3 separate regions of the Gossypium hirsutum genome follow, and regions 1 and 2 are each linked to region 3. The links are chromatin contacts, called in public Hi-C maps. All regions are on one chromosome and are shown on one strand. The core of a region is the stretch at or near the end of the contact, and the rest is flanking DNA. Distances in the headings are between cores, read along the strand shown.

Region 1 (2,828 bases), core at 24-2,523, 160 kb before region 3:
TAAAAATTCCAATCACATTCCTGGCAAAACCATGGATGATAGCCCGTTAATCTGGTCAAACCACAAATCGAGCTTTGGCAAAAAGTTCTCAATTTGAACACTCAATCATGCAAGAAATTAATGCGTTAAAACCTCCTCCATTCCTCCAATCTAGCTAACATAATCAACAAATTCAAATTGTGATCAAATAAAATAATAATAATAAACCCAGAGCGCGCACACACACACACAAAGAAAAAAAAACACTCACATCAGCAAGCTTGGCAACGGTACTCTCCCTGAAAAGCTTCAACCAAGGAAACTGCCCCGCTACCACTAGCTGAAATACCTTACCATAGTAATCCGCAAACTTCTGCATTTGAATTTCTTGCTGTTCGCCATTCCATTCCTAATTCCCCAGACAAATTAAAAATATTTATATAATGAATCCAGTTATCCAAGCAAAAGACAATCAAATTTATCATCTTGGTACACTTACAGCGAAATAAGCAGAGAGATCAGTGGGATCGATCTTCGCAGCGGCTTCTACAACCGTAACCTTAGGCTTCTTCGGCTTCTTTTGCTTCGCCTTCTTCTCCTCATCTGCTGGCTTCCCGTTAGGTTTAAGGCCATCCAGATCACTGCCATCGTCATCGTCGGAATCATCGATGACCGATCTTTTAGGCTTATGCTTGGCATCGGCATCAATGGCAGCAGCAGCGTAAGCTCTTTGAGCTTCAACAATCCGACGACGGCGATCATCGGACTGTTGCTCGAGGGAATGGAAAACGCTGGCGGAGCCATTAGTTAGGGTTCCGTTAGGACGGGGGAGGTTGGGATCGGCGTTGGGCTTGGTCTTGCGTTGACGTTTGGGATAAGAGACCTTTTGCCAGCCGTGGTCAACGTGGTTGGCATTGGTGGTTTCGTGAAGATCGACGGACTCCATTGTTGGGAAAATTTGGAGAGAAATGAAAGAAGGAAAATTGGAGAGGAAAATAGTGAGAAAAGGAAATATAAATAAGGAAAGAAAAGGAGAAAAGGGAATGGATAATAAGGAATTAAGCAACGCAAAACGCGTAAATACTTTTGCTCAGATTAGGGATGCATTGCGGACGGAGGAGACGAGACAAACGATTCAGAAAAACGGACATTAATTATTATTTATATTATCCTTTGCTAAATATTTTTCTTCCCATTCTATTATCTGCTAATTTGGAAATCAATTTTCTTTTTCTTTTCCTGCGATACATAGTTTTCTTTCGTGCGATATAGGGATGATAGCGTGTAACAATTAAAATATATTATATTTCTTTGATAAAGTATATATTATTTGATAGGTTGTTTTCTAATGGCAAGCATTTTTTATTTCCCGGCTATGAGAAGTTTTTCCATAAAATGGATATGGAGAGGGTGCTGGTTTCCGTGGACTTTTAATAATCATCTACTGTTGTTACATTGAATGAAATTGAGAGAAGATTTGAAGAGGGTACCTTTAATATTTGTGAATTTTTTGGTACAGGTTCATGATGTGCCCCCGGGTTTCTTTTATGATGCTATGGCCAGACAATTGGGTGATTTTCTTGGAAAGGGTTGTGAAGTTACTTATATATAAAGGTTCAATTGGATGTTAGACGCCTTTTAAAGAGAAAGAAGAAAGTGATGTTCGCGTCTGGTAGCTGTTTTTATGTCTCTTTTAAATACGAGAGATTGACTCTATTTTGTTTCTTTTGTGGAAAGTTAGGGCATAACGGCTCGTTCTATCAAGCAAAAATGTCATTGAGGGTTGAGGTTGCAGAGTTCAGTTGGGATATGTCGTTGAAAGCTCAGTCTAGGAAAGCTCTTGCCATAAGTAATGTTTGGTTACGTGATGAGGACGAAAGAATAAAAGGGGGTAGTCGGTTTGGTAATAATGTTTCTAGTTGGAGTAAGGGGGAATGAGAGGAAGGGGAGAAGTTGGCTCTCATATTGATCCTATATTGGGAGTGAACTTGGAAGGAGATATCAATTTATCTTTAAGCCTTGATAGGGAGTCAGTGAAAATTCAGGATTAAGTGGATATGAAGCATGATTCAGAAGATTGTGTTATAGAGGGTGGGGATGGAAAAAAGAGGCCTAGAAGGGAGGGTATAAGTTCGAGTGGAGATAAGGAGTTGGGTACTTTGGTTGTTCGGGAAAGGAGGGTGGTAGGACAAAATCACTTTTTATTGGCAGCTGCTAAGGGGCAAGTTGACCGGTCGCAATGAAAATCATAAGTTGGAACGTCCGTGGATTGGGGAGTCCACGGGCTGTAAGAAGACTTCGGTACATGCTGAAGGTGTATAATCCCCAAGTGGTTTTCTTTGTAGAGGCAAAGTTAAGTAAGGATCAGATTGAAAGAGTGAGAAGAAGATGTGGTTTTTTTAATGGTATAGATGTTGCTGCAGATGGGTCAAGAGGAGGGTTGTGTTTGGCATGGAAAGGGGACACTACAATTAAGCTTCGAAGTTTTTCTAGGAATCATGTTGATGCTAAGGTTATAGACAATGAGATAGGTAAACAGTGGAGGTTCACGGGTTTTTATGATAATCCTTATGCCCGTAAAAGATATGTCTCTTGGAATGTGGTACGAGGCTTAAGGCGTCAACAAGATCTTCCATGGTTGGTATGTGGTGATTTCAATGAAATATTATATGCTTGTGAGAAAGTAGGAGGGGTGCCAATGGATAAAGGGAGAATGATATCATTTAGAGGGGTACTGGAGGAATGCCATTTAATGGATGTGGGTTATTCGAGGGTTTTCTTTACATGGGAAAAGGGTAATTTACCGGACACGGATATTAAGGAGAATTTGGGTAAGGGAGTGGCAAATG
Region 2 (2,710 bases), core at 207-2,706, 230 kb before region 3:
AAATAAAGCCACGTAGTTGTCACCTAAAGTGGAGGAGCTACTGCTTGTCCCTTCACCAACCTGGAATTAGCATAACAAGCTGCATTATTATGTACCTAAAATTAATAAACATTTCTTATCTTAAGAAATCTAAATAAGAAATAAAAAAGAAAGAGGAGTTGGGAAAAAGGAGAGGGAGAAGTTAGAATAAAAGTTTAATTTTAATTGCAAGTACATTCCAAAAACTTATGGGAAAAATAAAAAGGAAAGAGTTGCAAATTCAAAGACTAAAAGTAACCATCTAAAGTTTTTCAGGGTCCTTAAAAGCTTCAATTTAAACATAAGGCTAAGAAAAAGAAGACATGAAGCAAGAGTCTAAAGGCAAAGCTCAAGAGGTCAGCAATCAAAGTCTCTCCTAACAGCTACCGTTTAAATTGTATGAATCCAACAATGAGATGATAACATTCAATCTGTTCTGCAGGGGAGCATAAGCCAGCTCCTTATGTCACCTTTCAAATGTCTAATTATCTCATTCCAATTCAAATAAATAACCTTATGTCACCTATGTGTAACATTTCATCAAGCTCAATTATCGTTCTTTAACATCGCTCAAAATCTAGAACACTTAGACAACCATTATTTGACTTCCATTCTTAAGATTAATTTCGCCAAAGCTCCATAAAACCCATCTTCAGTGAAAACTCTATGCTACACTAATGATATGGTCTTAACAGGCACAGAGGCCCAAATATGATCTGTATAGCCGACCACCATGGCCAAAAAACAAAAGAATTACTACGTTCTATCTGAAAAAGTAAAGTTCCCAATTTTTTATCCAAAATCAAAACTTTATTCCTTCAAATATAGAGTAAACCCCAAAACAGTTTTCCAGTGAAAATGATAGTATTAACAAGTTTTAAAGGCACTTCATTTGACCAATAAGTTACATTCTGAAACCATACAGTTTCTAGTTTCTAAATTAGAAACATCTTTCATCCCATTAAACAAATAAAAAACTATATAAAAAGAAAAGAAAAACAAACAGAACAAGCTCTCGAAGTCAAATTTTGAGGACACAGATGGGAAAGCAAGAAGCTTAGACTTGGGAACTTACAGAAACAGCAGCAGATTCCTGTGGGTTGGCATCAATGGAACCACCATCATCACTAACTTTCCTAAGGACTGTGCGGAGGGAGCACGACTTGGGTTGGAGGAAACCGTTCCAAAGATGATTGAGATGGAACTTTGTAGAAAAGGTAGAGTATTTTCTCCTGGGTTTGGTGGTTGTAAACACATGCCGGGGATTGAGCAGCTTAATGTTAAAGTAAGGTGAGAGAGTAGCAGAGGCAATCATTTTTGGCCTAAAACAGTGAGATTGGAAGCAGGGTTTTGCGGGTGTGTTAGGTTTTATATTGTTATTCTCCCTGTAGAAGTGGCACTTCCCTTAGCCTTTCCTCACTGCCCGGATAATGGAATGTACTAGATTTTTGCCACCGAATATTTAAGCTTTCCTTTTTTTTTTTACTTAATTGATGAATAAGCCCTCAAGCTATACTTTTTTGAATTAGTTGCCTAAAATTTCTTTTCAACCTTTTACCCTCCGTTAAAAAAAAAAAAAAACTTTCAACTCGTGGACCATTTTTAATTATATAAAATATTAAAAATTAAAAATTTATATTAAATAAAAATAAAAAAAATTATTATTTAATATTATATTTTTCACTTCTCCTCCGTCCCCCTTCATCTTCATCTTCATCTTCATCTTCATCTTCACCTTCATCCTTCCTAATTCTTTCATTCCATATTATAAGCAAGATATATATAATTTCATTTGATGCTTTCTTTTATAACAATAAGTCATTTATTTTTATTAGAGAAATATATTTTTTAAGGGTAAATTACACCAACAGTCACTCAACTTTGGGGTAGCTGACAAAACAGTCACCTTAGTTTCATTTCAGTCACTCAACTTTGGAAAAATGACAAAGCAGTCCTTTTTGTCGTTTTCCGTCACAGATGTCACGGCAAAGTGACATGGCAGATGACGGAGTGCTTGGTGTCAAAAAACCCTTCAGCTGGTCAGTTACCACAAATTTAACAGCCCTATCAGCACCAATTTAGGGTTTAAGAAGAAAAACAAGAAGAAGAGGAGAAGGAGAAGAGAAAAAATGGAGATGCCTCCAATTTTCAAATCAACGACAACCATCACCGTCGCCAATAGCTTCCCCTATGTGAGTTTTGAAACTGATATCCACCCAGTCCGACCCTTTCCTCGCTAAAGAAATCTTCGATGTCACCACCACCCAACCCAGTTTTCGTCACTCTTACTCTTCCTTCCTCGTCCTCATCCTCAAACTCGGTTGTTCGAAGAACTTCTCTCTTATCGACGACCTTCTCGCTCGTCTAAAATCTGATCAATATCGAGTAACCCCAACTCTCTTTTCTTACCTTATCAAAATCTACGTCGAAGCTGATTTACTCGAGAAAGCTCTCAATGTGTTCTACAAAATGCTTGAATTCAACGTTAAGCCTTTACCCAGACACTTAAATCATATCCTCGAGCTTATTATTTCTCATTGTAACTTCATCATGCCTACTTTCGACCTTTTCAAGACTACCCATAAATACGGTGTTTTCCCCAATACCAAATCTTACAACATTTTGATGGGTGCGTTTTGTTTGAACGGAGATTTAAGCATTGCCTACAAAATATTCAACAAAATGTTTGAGA
Region 3 (2,786 bases), core at 110-2,609:
ATAGTTGAAGTGACAAGTAAAAATTGATCGGATAAATCTATTTAATAGATTGATTTGATTTCTATTTGGAATAAATATAAAATCAATTAAATGGATTTCCTCTACTTTTTTTAATCCAACCCATCAATTGTTGACTCAAAAATTAAAGACTCCAAATCACACGGATCTTTTTGTCGAAATGTTGTAAATTCAACCTATTTTGATAAATAATTTTGGTGTCGATTCAATTTATTAAATAATTTTCCTTCTTGATATATTTTAAGAAAAACGAGTATTGATGCTAGAAAAAAATCTATAAAAAAACGATTTATCATTTATCTGTATGAAACTAGAATTTCGCAGATTTTAATCTTCGTCACCTTTTGCAATATTCTGATTTTTATGCATTGCGTTGTTGAGTTTTCAAATTAAGTTTTCACCTAACGAGCTTGACTGAATTTTATGTCTAGCTATTTATTGACTTGTTAATTGAGTTGTTTATTTTTGTTAGAGTAAACTTCTCTTAAAATCACACAACTAAATTTAAATTTTACTCACTTAACTTTAAAAATTTTAAAAATGTTCATTAAACTATTCGAAAGTTTTCATTTAAGTAATTGAATTATTTTAGGGTTTTTATTTAAGTCACAAAATTGCTAACTTTTTTGTTTATATAAAAAAAATATTAGCTAGCGAGCTCCAAGCAATAATTTGACGATCGGTACGGTGAATTAATACACATTGATGAGTAGAACACACTTTAGATCCAAGTCGATCTGATAGTCAGGAGCAAAGCCAAAAAAAAAATTAGGGGGTCGGAATTAAATTATATATTTTTACGATAGTAAAACTATAATTTCACTATTTCAATAGTATACATTTTTATATTTTTTAAAGGATTAAATTAAATTTTTATTTTTTTTTAGTGTCAAATTGCAATTTTATTACCCCTGTCAGGCCCCTAGCTCCACCCCTGCTAACGTTAGTGTTAGATATAAGAGAAGAAAACTATTTCATGAAAAAAATTTAAATTTTAAAAGAGATTAATGCTGCAGGTGCGACGGCCAGAGAAAACTATACAACAATTATTTTAACAACTCCGTGACTTAAATAAAAACTTTTAAATAATTTAATAATTATTTTGTAACGTTTTAAAGTTAAAAGACTAAAATATAAACTTATTAATGATTTAGTGGTGTTAGACGTAGTGTAATTTATTGTTAATCAATTAATCAAGCATAAGTTGGAGCCAAATTGAATTTGAATTAAACAGTATGATTGAATATTTCAAAATATTTCCATTTTTTGACGTTGCAGTTTGCCGGCTGGCTGGCCTGCTGCCTGCACTGAACATGTAAAAGCTGAAGCTGAATCAGAGTCAGAATAAGAATCTGGATGGCACAGGCGGAAGCACGGACCCTGGCGTGGTTTGCATGTTACCAGTGGAGGCCCATAATCTTGTCTGGGCCCTAAAATTTTGTGTTTAGACCAGCCTTGGCCTACCTCCATTCCATTGCTTACATATCATATCACCCCACCCCAATTCAATTTCAATATTCCCTTTTTCACCTTCATAATCATGTCATAAATGCACCTATTCTCATATATTACATTATTCATCACAAAATTCTCTAGTGTAAAAATAATATTTTTTTTGTAATTTTTTATATTTATTAATATTTAATGATTTAATGATTGTATTTATTGACATAATTGTGTTTGTCGTATGTATAAATTTTAGAACTTATCTCATATATCTATTATAGCGATCTAAAGTATCATATATATATATATATATATTGAATGGCTGATTTTTTTACGTAAAATAAATAAATTTTAATTTATGCTAATTTTGACATACAAAATCTATATAAATGGAATATAAAATATGACAAATAGATCATTAAAAAATTAATTATACAAAAGTTATAAAGGTGTGTAAATGTGTGTATAAAACATGACTTTAAATTTACACCAGTGTAAGTAAATATTTCCCTTTTATTTATTTAGCTTCGATAAAAAATAAAAATGTTTAGAGATTAAATTCATAATTTAATGTGAATTATATGTGTTGAGTATGACTCCTATTTTAGTCAATTTTGAGAAATAATCTTTCAGTTAAACTATGTTTATTTGTTTCAATTAAACTTTGATTAGTCTAGATTATTTTATTATTATTTGACAAATGAATTTAGCCTATAAATAGGCTCTTTTACAACCTTAGAAAATACACCAACTAGAGATTAGAACTCATAACACATTTAGAGAATTTTGTGTTTACGTTTTGAGGGTTCTTTGCTTTCGAGTTTTCGGGGTTTAGTTTTTATCTCCATCTTTTGTACTCTTCGTTCTTTTGCCATTATAATAAAATTATCTTTGCCCGTGGTTTTTTTATATTCTTCGGAGGGTTTTTCTACATTAAATTTGTGTATCCAATTTCTCAATTTATTCGGATATTTTTTTTACTTGTTGCTTAATCGGGTCGATCCCAACAAGTGGTATCAGAGCTAGTTTAGTTTTCATAGATTAACCCATTCAAAGATGGCAGCAACAAGGTTTGAAATTGAAAAGTTCGATAGTGAGACAAATTTCAATCTGTGGCAAGTTCAGATGATGGCAATTCTAGTTCAAACCGACTTGAAAAAGGTTGTTACAGGGAAAAAGCCTAAAAATCTAAATCAAACAGAATGGGAAGAGCTTGATGAAAAGGCCTTATCTACAGTCCAGTTGTGCCTCGCGAATACGGTATTACAGGAGGTATTGATGGAAAAAACCTCATCCGCCTTGTGGAAAAGGTTAGAAACTCT

What was found. Hi-C and Micro-C count contacts between places; a contact is called where the count stands out from the background.
Region 1: a contact with region 3 is called in a Hi-C map of leaf, with 2.0 times the contacts expected there. The contact joins the promoter of LOC121213667 here to the enhancer-like site in region 3. A contact is called at or near these places in 11 of 34 Hi-C or Micro-C datasets (anther, callus, hypocotyl and 2 more).
Region 2: a contact with region 3 is called in a Hi-C map of leaf, with 4 times the contacts expected there. The contact joins the promoter of LOC107948905 here to the enhancer-like site in region 3. A contact is called at or near these places in 4 of 34 Hi-C or Micro-C datasets (hypocotyl and leaf).

Annotation. Positions count from the first base shown.
Region 1 is chrD01:46,385,765-46,388,592 of Gossypium_hirsutum_v2.1, forward strand. It overlaps LOC121213667, which reads right to left and starts at 1,274. Exons shown (of 10, transcript XM_041086549.1): 1 at 479-1,274; 2 at 251-388. The coding sequence starts at 925.
Region 2 is chrD01:46,314,044-46,316,753 of Gossypium_hirsutum_v2.1, forward strand. LOC107948905 reads right to left here and starts at 1,457. Exons shown (of 9, transcript XM_041086547.1): 1 at 1,094-1,457; 2 at 1-60. The coding sequence starts at 1,333. It also overlaps the pseudogene LOC121213589.
Region 3 is chrD01:46,543,407-46,546,192 of Gossypium_hirsutum_v2.1, forward strand. No RefSeq gene overlaps it. Among protein-coding and RNA genes, the nearest start is that of LOC107944529, 35 kb to the right of the region's middle. Within about 2 kb of position 1,360, at least 1 of the 9 cell types and tissues checked has an H3K27ac peak or open chromatin away from gene starts, as enhancers often do. A contact at or near this core is called in leaf, where this site is marked.